Linked DNA regions of Ovis aries: region 2 is linked to region 1. The links are chromatin contacts, called in public Hi-C maps. All regions are on one chromosome and are shown on one strand. The core of a region is the stretch at or near the end of the contact, and the rest is flanking DNA. Distances in the headings are between cores, read along the strand shown. Region 1 overlaps SLC38A9 (solute carrier family 38 member 9). Region 2 holds the start of MTREX (Mtr4 exosome RNA helicase).

The links. A called contact is a pair of places that touch in the nucleus more often than the background predicts.
Region 2: a contact with region 1 is called in a Hi-C map of liver, with 2.7 times the contacts expected there. The contact joins the promoter of MTREX here to the enhancer-like site in region 1. A contact is called at or near these places in 4 of 16 Hi-C or Micro-C datasets (hypothalamus, liver, muscle and 1 more).

Annotation. Positions count from the first base shown.
Region 1 is chr16:23,648,628-23,652,880 of ARS-UI_Ramb_v3.0, forward strand. All of the region lies in intron 2 of SLC38A9 (solute carrier family 38 member 9), which reads left to right. Among named protein-coding and RNA genes, the nearest start is that of SLC38A9, 17 kb to the left of the region's middle. Within about 2 kb of position 1,959, at least 3 of the 54 cell types and tissues checked have an H3K27ac peak or open chromatin away from gene starts, as enhancers often do. A contact at or near this core is called in liver and tail adipose tissue, where this site is marked.
Region 2 is chr16:24,021,056-24,025,308 of ARS-UI_Ramb_v3.0, forward strand. MTREX (Mtr4 exosome RNA helicase) reads right to left here and starts at 1,748. Exons shown (of 26, transcript XM_060400428.1): 1 at 1,588-1,748. The coding sequence starts at 1,721. DHX29 (DExH-box helicase 29) reads left to right here and starts at 2,047. Exons shown (of 27, transcript XM_004016982.5): 1 at 2,047-2,349. The coding sequence starts at 2,172.

The sequences.
Region 1 (4,253 bases), core at 709-3,208:
CCACAAAATTAATGTGATCTGCCCCTCACCAAAAAAAATGCCAGCAACCGATGCCAAAGTTTACATCGCCCAGCAGTTTCACTTCTAAACATTAATTTGCAATGTCAAATAGTATATGTCCAGAGTTGTTTGATGCCCTGTTTCTTTATAATAGCAAAAGATTGAAAACAACAAAAATGTCTTTTCTTATAGGACTGGATAAATTATGGTGCCTTGATACAATGGAATATTTTTCACCCATTAAAAAGAAGGAAGTGACTTTATTATATATCAAAATGGAACAAGTCTTCAACTTATTTTGTTAAATGAAAAAAGTGAAGTGCAGAGCAGTCAGTGTATATAGTATACTGCCATTTGGGTAAAGACATTAATAAGTTATATATAATGCAAATATGTATAAATGAGTCCAGGGGAGTAAATAGGAAACTGTAAGAGTGTTGTCTCCTCAGAAAGAAACTGAGTGCCTTAAGTGGGACATGTGGCAGTTACTGTTAGGTAAATACCCGACTATTCAACAACCCCATCTATTCCTTGAACTTCTGTTTTCCAGTTTTCTCAAACTCTGTTTCCTCTTCTATTTCTCCCAGGATCTAGGGCTTTCTTACTCATCTCTTTGTGCCAGTTTTTCTCAGGGAATTCACTCAAAAATCCCCTCTAGACAATGCTTTGTAAATTATACTTTTTCTTCCTCCCCTTATTCACTATCACTTATCTATCCTATTCGGGCACAGCTCTATTGTCTGTTTAACGTGATGATGGCAAAAAATGCTGATTTTGTTAAGGCTCTAAGCAGTTTCCAATCCAGGAGATGAAAGAGGATTGGTTTAAACTATTCTTGATAATCCTGTTTCCATTTTCCAGATACTTAATTTTTTAGACTTTTTTAGCAGCTTGAGCAGTATGAAATTTATCACATGAGACATGTAGTGGCCATCAGAGAAGACAATGAAATGAATCTTATAATTTTCACTTGTATGTTTCAGTATCAGTGAATAGAAGGACTAATGAATGCTGATTAAATGCTCAGAACTCTCTTGAAACCTCTGAATTCTATGATAAATAATTGACCACTGTGACGATAGAACATAGGTCATTAAAGTGCATTCTACTGCAATAGGTTGGCAGGAGTTCAAACAGTTCTCTGAGTATTTAACCATTTAGATTAAGTGGAAGTATGTTTTCTATAATGAAATTTGTCAAAATAAGAGGGAATCAACTATTTTCAATCATAGGATAACTGTCTAGGTAAGCATGTTTTAAGGAAGGCAAATTTTTATAGGAGTTTAGCAGTATTGAATGCTAATTTTCTTGTGGAATAATTTCAGGAACTTATTTGATGAGGGAAAAAAACAGGAATATCTTAAAATATTGTTATTTCTACTAAAATGTGGGTTATTTCATTTTATATACATAAATCTCAGATATACTGTATTTTTTAATTTATTAACTTTGAAAAAATTAGTGTTAATTTAGCCTTATCTTCACATGTTTGTGAAATGATGAAGTATCATTTATACTTTTTTCTAGTATCAGTTCAGTTCAGTTCAGTCGCTCAGTTGTGTCCAACTCTTTGCGACCCCATGAATCACAGCACGCCAGGCCTCCCTGTCCATCACCAGCTCCCGGAGTTCACTCAGACTCACGTCCATCAAGTCAGTGATGCCACCCAGCCATCTCGTCCTCTGTCGTCCCCTTCTCCTCCTGCCCCCAATCCCTCCCAGCATCAGTCTTTTCCAGTGAGTCAACTCTCCGCATGAGGTGGCCAAAGTACACATTGCAGTAAATACAAAGGAGTTAAAATAGCATTTATCCTTGTGCTACCTAAAATCATCTTTCATATAGCGGCATTTTGGGAAACTGTCTTCAGCTGTTAGAATATAAAAAATAACATTTGATACTTTAAGATTGCTTATTCTTAGTTTAATTTGTGGTTGACTCTGTCTCTTCCACTAGGTGGCACTCAAAATCATGTTCCAGTTCAAAACAGAAAAATTTTAAGAAATGTTTGGGACTGAAAATGTGTTGGACCTGCTTATCATTTTGGTGGACTGGGGATCTGATTAGACTTAGGTAGATGAAGGAGCTTGTCGCTGTAGAGGAACCATACATGTCACAAGCATTTGGATCATTTGGAGAATTTTTGCAAATTACACAAATCTACATTTCTCTCTGCATGCCTCCCCTCACCTCCCTTATTAGTTTTTCTTCTGGTTTGGGGTGAAGAATGTGGATAGGGGGACAGAGAGGTTTAGAAATCTCTTATACTGTATTTGATATATGCCATTGGCAGTCACTGGCCTTAAGAGTTTGTTTTGCTGCTTTTCCCAGACTTTCTGGTAACCAGATATTAGAGCTGGTATTCAGGATTGCTTCATGCTCTGCAGCTGCTCTGGGATTATAACCTTTGGGAGTTGACCCTCCCAGCCAGCCTGAAACCAAATTGGGATTTGAACTTCCCTTTTTCAGTTTTCTCAAACTCTTGTTTCCTTTTCCATTTCTCCCAGGACCTAGGGCTTTCTTACTCATCTCTGTGTGCCCAGTTTTTCTCAGGGAATTCACTCAAAAATTCCCTCTAGACAATACTTTGTAAATTATACCTTTTTCCCTCCCCTTATTGATTAATGCTTTTCTATCCTATTGGTGCCAGCTCTGTTGTCTGTTTAATGTTATGATGGCAAGCAATATGATGCGTCAAAGACCCAGTCTATTACTTTTTCATGACTATTTGCATTTTAATAAGGAGAATTCTAGAAATATAAAAGCCTAACCTAATCACTTTCATGCATTGGAGAAGTAAATGGCAACCCACTCCAGTGTTCTTGCCTGGAGAATCCCAGAGACGGGAGAGCCTGGTGGGCTACTGTCTCTAGGGTCTCACAGCGTCGGACACGACTGAAGCGACTTAGCAGCAGCAGCAGCAGCAACCTAAGGATTAGATTTTTCTAATAACATTTTAGGTACTCTGGTAAGCCAGTGAGGTAGCAGTAGATACTTAAAATAGGCAGTATTCTGGGTGCCCTTCAAAGATACCAAGCATGCTTATGGCCCTTATTTTTTTAAAGTGTTTATTTGTCTGCCCATGTGCAAACTGGCCTCTCTCGCTTTCATCTGTCATTAATACTGTCACTAAATAGCAACCTGAATTGACTCTTTGTTATCTGTGGTCCCAGAGAGAGAGAGCAAGTGAGTGAGAGCGAGCAAGCACATAACAAAGTGAAGAGTTTACCTATTAACGTGTCCTAGGCCAACAACAGTGATTGGAAGTGATTATTTGATTATTGAGGCTCAGTTGTTTCATAGTTGGGGATTTATACAGATCTAGTAAAGTAGTGTTTCCAGGAGTGTTGGTTTCCAGAGCTGTGTAATTGGATTTTGAGGACCTTGCCATCTATGTTAAATAGGCAGGACCAGGGCCCTTGACCATGTATCAGTGCCCTGGAGCTGAGGACCAGTTTTCTGGTTGTATGTTTTATCTTTTGTTCCCTTCCCTCTCCTTCCTCCTTTCTCCTTTCTTCTTGCCTCTCTTCTTTTCTCTCCCTCTTTTGTCTTCTTCTCTCCCCTCTCTTCTCCCTACTTTCCACCATTATTTTTCTCCAGTGGAACTCTTTTTGCTAAATGCTTAAAGAGGGCAATCTTGGCCTTGGGTTTAGAGATGCTTTAAGTCTAACTATGGACTTTGTTAGAATGGTATCTTATTTCAAGTTTCATTGGAACTTTTTTTTTTTTTTTTAAGAAATTATAATTGTTTTATTGAGAAAAACCATCCATTTCAAATTACTAAAAAATTCCCACTGATTTCTACCCTGCAACCTGGCTTCCTCAAAAAGATAAAGACATTTTCTTATTACTCTTTGGCTGCTACATCTGTTACTTTCTGTCATTCCTTCCCCTGAAGTCATTCTCTCCTTCCTCCACATGGTCTTCATTCTCCCCTTTCACTGGTCAAAGTGTAATATTAATTGAATCATGAAACTGTCATTCACTGATTTCTATGACTCTCTTTAAACTCACCAGTGGATCTCAAGTCTCAGAAAGAGGTTTTCAGGCGTAAGGTTTTTACTACAAAAAAAAAAACAACAACAACAACAGAAAAAAAAATATTTCTTGTAGTTCAAAACTTTTGCTCTAAGATGAACATGACTAGTAGCATGAATTCTTGAACTTTGCTCTTTTTTCAAGTTTGTCTTGGCTATATAAGTAGCCATTTGCATATGTTTATATATTTTATTTTTTTTTTTTTATAATGCTTTATA
Region 2 (4,253 bases), core at 498-2,997, 370 kb after region 1:
CTACACATTCCCAGAGAAATCTTCACTTCAAACAGTACCAATTCAAGTAACATCCAGATATATACCTTCAGTTCTGGTATTACTTCAAATCCAAATTAAAACTGCCCAATGGATACTTCAATACGGATATACTATCATCACTTCACTTTGCCTTGAGCCAAATTAATTTTCAAATCAAAATCACCTATAAATTTCCCTATTTTTCTTCTTTCTGATATCCAAATTCAAAACACCTCTTTTGACCCCCTTCCATTGTTCTCCTTAAATTAAGCCTGTCAATTTTCTCCTTTACAACATTTTATATCTTCCTTTTTCCTTCCTTCTGTCACCTCCTGAGCCGAAGTCCTTATAATCTCATAGTTAGACAATTTAAATACTTTTTAATTTACTTTTACTATCAGTGCCTTTCCTCTTTAAACATATCAACAAATGCTACCAAATTAATTTTTCTAAACTAACACTCTACTTCTCCAGTTACCAAGTTACATGTTCACTGGGCACACCCTCCCACAAACACTGGGTTTTTTAAAAATAAAAAGTCGTATGCCTGTTATTCAAGGCTCCTCATAATCTAAAACCAATTTATATCCTCTGCCTTATCTCTTGTAGTCCTAAGCAAACACTTCCTCTAGGCCAATCCGTGCTACAAAAAAAAAAAAAAAAAAACAATCTAAGCATCAATAAGGAATCATTTCCTCAACTTAGATGGCTTCTTGCATGTAAGGCTCTCTGGACACCACAAACAGATACCACTTTTCTGAACTTTAATAGCACTTCACTGTACATACAGCTTATTATATTCCAATCTCCTACTCTTTAAAATATGTATCTGTTCCACTTCCTTACTTCAAAAATTCCTTGAAAGTAAAATTATGTCTAACTTAACTCAAGCATCTACTGGGTATCTTCCTCCAATGTCAAGAGTAAATTTTGTTCATTACTAAGGAATCATCTTATTTTAATTGACGTTTCAGGGACCAGTAATTTTTTCGGTTTTTCTTAATGAAATCAAAGCCAGCATCTAAGAATCCAATATATGCTAAGCACTGTTAGGCGCTTTACGCATACTATCTCATTTAATCTTCACCAAAATCCTAGTGGTCGGCGCTATCACCTCATTATGGGCAAGAAAACTCCAGCTTTAAGACTGAATTTCTCTCCCTTCTGCTGTTATTTGCCCTGTCCTCTCCAAGTCACATTTTCTAAGCCTCTTAACCCTTTACTCAACTGGTGATTCGTTTCGTGTATTAAAGGCTCTGTGCCCAGTTGGTGCTGGTGCTGCGGGTGCAGAAGCTAAGAAAAAGCTGCCATGCCCTCACGACCCCACGGGAAGACTCAGGCAGGAGCAGAGTCAGGCCTCATGCCCGCATCAGGGAATTGCAGGGCCAGGAGCCGACGCTACCTGCGGTCACCGGGAAACGCCAAGACCCAGCCTCCTCAAACCAACATTCTTCCTCACTCTTCATTTTTCTCAACCCTCTTCACTTCCCTACTCCAATCATGTACACCCTACACCCACCCCGCTTCTCGAGGTCTTCAAAAGACAGTACGATTTTCTTCCTTTAACACTGGGGTCATCTTCCTTACCCGGTCTTTTCTGCAGACCCTGGCGGACCCTTCCATTTCCCCTTCTCCTTTTCTTTGTCTTTTTTGGCTCCAGGAGCCGTGGTCGAGTCGTCCTCGAACACGCTGAAGAGCTCATCCCCGAAAGCGTCAGCCATCTTTCGAAGCGGCGAGACCCAATTTCCCTCCTACCCACAATGCTCCGCGACCGCACCGACAGTGACGACAGTGAGGCTAGGAGACGCCTCAACGGGGGCCCGCAAGTGATAAAATTAGTGGAGTTACACAGTCGCCGAGACTCCTTCCACGCTTCCTTTTTCTTCTCTGATCTTTCCTTTCCTTTCCCACTGGCGGAGGAACAACTCCGTGACTAAGAAAGGAGATCAGCTAGGATTCCCAGCAAGCCACAGACACCTGTGGGGCGGAGAGGAGGCGGGATCTTGGTGAACCCGACCAATTACGAAGCAGCGGTCGTCCAGGCCCGAGAAGCCCGGATTGAGGGCGCAGGGTGGCGGCGTGGGACCGGGGGAATGTGAAGATCTCTTGGAGGCCGTACGGGAGTGGTGCCGGCAGCTGGACAGGGAGGGGTCTTCTGCCACAGCTGCAACATGGGTGGCAAGAACAAGAAACACAAGACGCCGGGGGCCGCGGCGGTCCGGGCTGCCGTGTCTGCTTCCAGAGCCAAGTCCGCCGAGGCCGGAGCTACCGGGGAGGCCCAAAATAAGCCAGTGTCCAGGCCGGCCCCAGCCGCGGCTGCCAGCACCAGGGAGCCCCGGGTGAAGCAAGGTACGAATGATTAGGCCCCGGACTCCTCCGGAGCCTCAACTACCAGTCCCGAGGGAGAACCTTTCGCACGTGGGCAGACCCTCGATCTTAAAATTTATTTCACATCCCGAGCTGCTGTCTCCCCATCTGGTAGCCTTGTTTTAGATTAGTGTAGGCTGTTCGGGCCTTCAGAGTTCCGACGGTAGCGTCCCCCACCTAACCTCCATTTGCCTTGAGAAGAAACAAAAAAGATTTGCATTAGCTCTTGTTTGTGCAGGGATCAGCCCTGAGCCGCCTTCTAAACTAGCAAGGCGAATGCAGAGTTGTTAACCTCCCAGAGCCAGACCCTTTTCCTCCTTATTTCTCAGACCATTTTCAGCCACGATGTAGCGTTTCCACGTGTTATGGAAAAATCAGTACTTAATAAGAATTTCAGCACTTACACCCCGAATATGGTTATAATCTATTGTAAAAAGTGTCATCGATCTTTACCGCAGCAATGCATTTTTGCTTCTTGTGCATTTTGGTTTGATAACTCATCTTGGAGATTGCCAGTTCTGGCTTCAGATCAACGGGCCTCTTTTACAGCTGATTTCAAAAGGTGGAAATAGTTATACGCTATTTTGTTCTGCTTAGCGTGTTTGCTTGTTCTTACAGAAATATTCGTCCAACAAATATGTATTGAAAACCTCCGTGTAAGGGGATGAGCAAAATAAATAAATCACCACTCTTGGAGCTTGCCATTCTAATGGCAGTAGTTACACAAACATTGCTTTATGATTGTTAAGTGTCACTAAGAAAGAGAACTTGACAGGGTAATCTGATTTTAACTGGGAAAAAGGAGCACTATTGGATGGTGTCTTTGAGAAAGTGATGGTATAGGGGGGATGGATTGGTATTAACTCCATGAAAAATGGGGGGAATAGTATTTCTGTGCAGGAAGGAACACTACTTGCCAAGATCTTGAGTCAGGAAAGAGCATGGGCCTTTGAGATACTCAGAATGTAAGCATTGCCTAAGGAGGAAAGGAGATGAGACTGAAGTAGGCAGGTAACAAACTTTCACTTAGATGAATAATAATTCTTTGTCCTGCAACTTATCATAATATTTTAACTACAGAATTGCTATGCCTGCAATTGGAAATGTATAGTATTTTTCCTTGATGATTCTGTGGCACTTTTACTCTGTGAATCAGCCTCTTCTTTTCATGCTATTCCTCTGAGTTCTTTGAACTTTCTAATAGTCATTTGTTGTGTTCTTTGGCTTCGTAGTCCCCCAGCCCCAAAATGTGACAGTTGCTGAACATGTCAGTCTAACAGTATGATTCCCTCTCCAGCCCTTCCAGAAGAACTCATCTACTTCCGTTACTTCTAACTTTTCCTGTGTAGGTGACTCCACAATCAGCACGTCCAGTCGTGGTCTTTATTCCAAGCTCAAGTCAGCCATTTCTACACTTACTTGGAGATCTGGCCCTGTTTTGCGAGCATGTCAAATTTAATAACATGGCTAATTACTCTCTCCCAAACTAGCTTCTCCTGTGACTTCTTTGTTTCTGTTTTTCCATATTCCTCTTTATTCAGTGTTGGAGGTTATATTTTTATGCCTTCCTTTCTTCACATCCAATCAGTTCTCAAGCTCCATGTAGTCTTTGTTTATTTGTCTTCCTTATATGCCCCTTTTCATATACTATTCATACCTCATTTTAGGCACTCATGAATTTCTGGAGTATGAGCGCAGCCTTCTAATGGATCTCCCTAGCTGTGTTCTTTTTTCCTCCTGCAGTCTGTCCTGCGTAAAGTATTGGATTGATCTTCAGAATCACTGCATTGGTTATATCACTTCCCAAGTTATTCTACAGCATTTTTACTGACATTGTGATAAAGTACCAACCATTCAGCTTGTATCTAAGACCACCCTTTCTAGCC